2 separate regions of the Ovis aries genome follow, and region 1 is linked to region 2. Evidence: chromatin contacts called from public Hi-C data. All regions are on one chromosome and are shown on one strand. Each heading gives the region's core, a stretch centred on a gene start, on an enhancer-like site or on the middle of the called end of the contact. The rest is flanking DNA. Distances are from core to core; before and after follow the strand shown.

Region 1 (2,700 bases), core at 95-2,594, 180 kb before region 2:
AAGGGAGCGAAGAGCTGAGCTGCCCCGACTCGCTGTGACTACAGAAGTCTGAAAGCAGCAAGGAAGCCCTAGTGCAACCAAAAATTAAATAAACAAATCACATATAAAAAAAGAATCAAAACAAAATGGAACAGAAGGAAAGCTAATAAAACATGAGCTGATGAGAAAAATCCATTTGGGTTGAAGTTTTTCTTGGAAACTTACGAGCGTTTACACTGTTTCTTGAGGTTCCTACAAATCTTCATCTCCTAACACTAAGTCACAGACATTTCACTTGTCTAAGTCACATGTCTAAGTCATGTCGTAACACTAAGTCACAAAATTTCACTTGGCCCTGCAGAAAAAGCAGCAGATGGGAGAGTTAAGAGACCGGGATTCCAGATCCAGCCCTGTCATTAACTTGCTTTCTGACTTTTAGCAAAATATTGCTATTTCCTTCCGGTGCTGGCTCGGTTTCCTCTTGCCAGAGTACTCATGGCTCTGTGAAGGGACTCTGTTTCGCGGCTGCATCCTATATAAAGAAATGCTGAGCCAGGACAGTTAATAGCTATTTGAGTAAATCAATGAGCGGACAAAATGAGGACACTGCACCCTGAATGTTTCTTTAGTTCAGCGAACACCTTCACATTCATGTTCTAAGTTGCCTGTCCTAAAACAGTCATTTGTTTCCCGACACCACATTATACTCCGCGTCTGGAACACGTGGTCAGTAAGTATGGTTTACCTAATAAATTAACAGGTGAAACAGAAGAAGGGGGCGGTATTTCGGTTCTAAGATGAGTAAACTGAGGGCACACGAAGTAAGTGGACCCCACCACTCGCGGAAACGAGCTGAAGCTTCTGAACGCAGAACCCTCACGCACTTTCTCGTCCTTTCCCCGGTAAAGCGCAGGACCACGGTCCTGTCTTAAGTTCATCATTCTCAGTTCCTCTCCTTACTTTCTGTGAACATGACCCACGGTCTAACCTTCCGCTTTACCTGAGTCGAGACCAAAATGCTCTGCTTGGCGCCCCTGAAGCTACCCCTGTGAAGCTTTTTCTGCAAACGCCGGCCACCCAGAGCGCCGCCATCTTCGGGGAGACCTTGGTGACAGAGCTCCACCCCCAGGCGGCAGCGGCACGCGAAGATCAGCCAATAAAATGTAAGCTTAGTGGCAAGTGTCCTTTTCCGGTTGAGACCAACCCAGGCTCCCTCGCCTTTTGCACTCCGGGAAGCGTAGTTCGGTCGCCATGGCCGTGGCAGGCTGGACCCCAGCGCTCTCTCAGAGCATGACGGGAGTTGTAGTTGAGGGGCGTCCCGGGAAGGTTCCCGGTGACGCCTTCTGGTCCGGGGGCGGGCGGTCACAGAGCTCTTTGGCTGAAAGCAGCAGGAACTGGCGACCGAGAGGAGGCTCTAGCGAGGCCTGGAAGGCTGCACAGCCAGGCAGGGGAGGGGGGTGCGGGGTGGGGGCGGCCAAGTAGCGCTTCTGACCGGCTGCTGGGGTCGTGACCGTTCGGGGCAAGACCTGGCCAGATCCAGCCTAGAGGCCTCGCTTTCTTCGGGCCTAATATTCAGCGGCCGGGTAGGCCTTGCCAGAGCCTCCTTTTCGTGCGGCCACCCGGGATTCCTGCCCTGATTTTCTGTCTGGGAGATGGCCTCGCCGAGTCCCCCGCCACAGCCAAAGGTAAGTCGCCCCTCGGAGTATCCCCGTTCTCTCGCCTTTACCTAGCTCGCTAGGCCGCGCCACCGCCCCCACCCCCCTTTTCGGGTCTTTAAGGCCAGCGCGGTGCAATGAAGTACCCCCTAATGTACTGGGGAGCCCTTCGCGATCACACTGCCCAGTGGCTCCTTTTTTCAAGAGTGACTTGCTAAATCTAAAGAAAATTAGTAATGCTCCAAACTAGCGTTTTCATTTATGAGTTCTTCCAGGTGAGGTTAGCTTTTTTCATCCTCCCTTGTGTCTTCTACACCTGCCCCATGCCTGGACCCAAAGTAGACGCTTAGAAAAATTAACATAATTGAGTTGAAAAGGGTCGTAATTGAGTTGGAACGGGGCGATGAGGTGAAGGAAACTTGGGAAGGCCTTAGTGCAGCTTACTAAAATTAAATATTAGGGCATACTGGGTAAACCTTATCCTTAAGCTCCTCACTACAGAGGACAGAGATCCAGCTGTGTTTTCTTCTAATTTGAGGTGTCTGAATTTTGTCGGGTCCCAGAATTGAGCCTCACTTGTAACTGTTAGTTATCATGTTCCTTCTAGCCTACCCGGTTCTGATAAGTGGTTGTTTCTGCTACTTTTAGCGGTAGAATTGTCCTTGAGACAACAAAACTGACTGCAGAAATCATACTATTTCAGGGCTTGCTGACATTTGAGGATGTGGCTGTGTTTTTTACCCAGGAGGAGTGGGATTATCTGGATCCAGCTCAGAGAAGCCTGTATAAAGATGTCATGATGGAGAATTATGGAAACCTGGTCTCACTGGGTAAGAATCTGCTGTTTCTTGGATCAGAATAGCTAAGAAACTGTAAGAAAGCAGAACACATGAACTAGTACCATACCAAATGGCTTTGTTTCAAGGCTCCAATTCAGACCTTTCAGCCATGAATTGTTTCCATGGCTCTCATCCCTACCGTCCTTGCAGTGACCAAAATACAAGCTTTTCTGGCTTCCATCCTCGTAATCTCATTCCCATATTGCTCTGTACTTTCCCTCCTAGCT
Region 2 (2,700 bases), core at 80-2,579:
ATTCAGTGGTTCTGTGCATGCAAGATTTGCCAAGAGCAAAGAAGTCAAAGGAAGGAGGTCAGAGAGAGTCATTTCATACAATGCTTTCCCTGACAGGTCCCCAAACATGGTTCTCAGGCTTCTGCTTCACCCAAAGAGTTCATTTGGAGCCAGTTGCCTCTTTACCGCTGGGCAAAGTGTTCTAGTATCAGGAAACATGAACGCTTGTTTCCCACTGTTTACATTCTGACTTTACTGGGTAGTTTTTTATACCTCTGTGAGGCATACAGCTTTTCATCAATAAATTAGTTTGATTACCTTCCTATCATTAAAACACATTGTTTAATTGAGTGGAAAATAGCAGTTTGTTATTAACTAAAAAATCAATGCTTAATTAGCTTAAAATAGACGAGTGTTAAGATCAGAATCAACTTATTGATTTATGTTTATCTATTCCCTGGTCAATTTCTTGTTGAAAAGATACACAAAGATAGTAACTGTCCATCCCGTTTGCACATTAGAATCCAGTGGGGGTGGGGGAGGGTTGGGAAAATTTTTTTTTTTTTATAAAATGTGGATGCCCAGGCCCTACACAAGAGGGACCAAAACTCCCCAAGTGATTTTAATGTGTAGACAGAGCTGTCATACATTTCCCTGAAATAGCCACAACCTTCTAAACTCACCGAATCTCTTGGGTTTTCTCCAGAACTTTTCATTTCAGCAAAAAGGGGCTCACAGTAATTTTTCCGAGGTGTCTGAAACTTAGTCCTTTCCCCTGGAGATTGACGGCGCCATTAGCCAATCGCCAGTCTGAGCAGAACCAATAATAGGTAACAGAACAATAGGCACTGTAAACAAAAGGTACTCAGTTAAAAAAAAAAGGAGGGGGGACGCTTAAGGGCTTCCCTGGTGGCTCAGCTGGTAAAGAATCCGCCTGCAGTGCGGGAGACTCTGGTTCGATGTCCTGGAGAAGGGAACGGCTATCCACTCCAGTATTTTGGCCTGGAGAATTCCATGGACTGTATAGTTCATGGGGTCACAAAGGGTCGAACACGACTGAGCAATTTTCACTATTCACAGTAAAAAAAAAAAAGAAAGAAAGAAAAACAGGTCGCAGTAGCAATGGTTAACAAACGGGAAAAAAATCTGGGACGTTTCCTCTGACGTCAGCGAGGCCTCTACAAAGCGGCCGCCGGGTGCCCAAGAGCTGCTAGACCGCACTTACTTCCGGAAGCGGGGCGCCCTCGATGCGTGTCACTTCCGCCCGGTTGAGTCTTGTCCTTCTCGCTGCCAGATTGAAGCTACTTCCTCCTTTCTTTCCCTTCTTCCTCCCCTTGGCCCCGCCTCCCGGAAGCTTCGCTGGATCTTCACTTGTGGGTTAGGGGTGAGAGGTGGGAGGGCTACGCGGACCTTGGTGAATAACTGCCCCGCGTTCCACTCCCCGGCGGCGCAAGTTGGAAGAACTCAGGTTAGATCTCGGCCAAGGGCGGGACGGGACTCAGCGGGCAACGGGTATCCCCACCCTCTTCCGCTCCAAGGCCTCCCTCTCCCGGGCCTGTAATTGGCCTCTCCGAAGGCTGGGGTCCTTGGCCCCTCTGGAGTCGGATTGAGGCCATTGTCCTCCTCCTCTCTCTCCAGGCGAGGTCCCACTCAGGTTGCTGCCACCGATATCCTTCTCCTGGAGCTTCAGTTGGAAGCGGAGTTGTGTGTCGTCTCGGTGATGGCAGGGCTGATACCTTCAGTAGCAAAGTGCTTTAGCATCTATTCCGCTTCTTTTGAGCTCCGAAACCTTGGGAGGCGAGTAGGGCAGAGACAGTATGTGGTCACTTGCATTGTGCATATCAAAAATTCCTTTCCAAGGCAGCACGGCTCTCTAAGAGTTAGTACTGGGATTCACACGCAGATCTAGCTTCTCTAGGGTGACACAAATTCGTGGGGAGAGCGTTTAGAAATAGGGAAACTGCAAATATAAAAAGGAGAGTTAGCATTGCTGAGTGCATGCTTCGTGTTCGGCCTTATGCTAAAGTCTTTCTGTACTTATTCATTCCTTATGAGGAGCATAGGAAGCATATACTGTTGTTATTTCTGCTTTAGGAAATTGAGGCTCAGAGATGATATATGGCTTGTTCAGTGTTAATAAAGTAGACATCTCCCAGGTCTCTTCCAGCTCTCTGATTCTCCCAACACTGTATAATTAACTGATTTTCTGTATTTCTAAATTAAACTATACTTTCAGATGTTGGCATTTCAGGAAATGAGATGCCTGAAAATTTTCTAAGTTTCTTCATCCTTTGCCTGTTATCTTGTATTTTAGTAGCATCCTATTTAGAACTTTGTAGTTCTGTAAATTCAGCTGCGACTCTTACTTCACAATTTACTTTTCTCTTTCCAAGAGGAACCTGAGGATCAGGTTGCTAAGTGTGAAATTAATGGACCCGGGTTAAAGGATTGACAGGAAAAGTTGCTAGTTTTTACATCATAGATCGACTCTAGTTGCTCTCCTTGCCTATCTTACCTAAGATTTTTTTTCTCTCCAGGAAAACAGTTATCATCTTGTGCCACGATGTCAGGAATTGGAAATAAAAGAGCAGCTGGAGAGCCTGGCACATCTGTGCCTCCAGAGAAGAAGACAGCTGTTGAAGATTCAGGGACCACAGTGGAAACAATTAAACTTGGGGGTGTCTCTTCAACGGTATGTGGAAATAATGCTATGAGAGTGTG

The links. Hi-C and Micro-C count contacts between places; a contact is called where the count stands out from the background.
Region 1: a Hi-C map of muscle shows a contact between it and region 2, with 2.9 times the contacts expected there. The contact joins the promoter of ZNF189 here to the promoter of RNF20 in region 2. A contact is called at or near these places in 5 of 16 Hi-C or Micro-C datasets (hypothalamus, liver, muscle and 2 more).

Annotation. Positions count from the first base shown.
Region 1 is chr2:21,757,819-21,760,518 of ARS-UI_Ramb_v3.0, reverse strand. ZNF189 (zinc finger protein 189) reads left to right here and starts at 1,344. Exons shown (of 3, transcript XM_042242953.2): 1 at 1,344-1,664; 2 at 2,383-2,464. The coding sequence starts at 1,632. It overlaps MRPL50 (mitochondrial ribosomal protein L50), which reads right to left and starts at 1,092. Exons shown (of 2, transcript XM_004004047.5): 1 at 980-1,092. The coding sequence starts at 1,071.
Region 2 is chr2:21,574,293-21,576,992 of ARS-UI_Ramb_v3.0, reverse strand. It overlaps RNF20 (ring finger protein 20), which reads left to right and starts at 1,329. Exons shown (of 20, transcript XM_042242951.2): 1 at 1,329-1,447; 2 at 2,525-2,671. The coding sequence starts at 2,543. It overlaps LOC121818599 (a long non-coding RNA gene), which reads right to left and starts at 1,228. Exons shown (of 2, transcript XR_006058581.2): 1 at 663-1,228.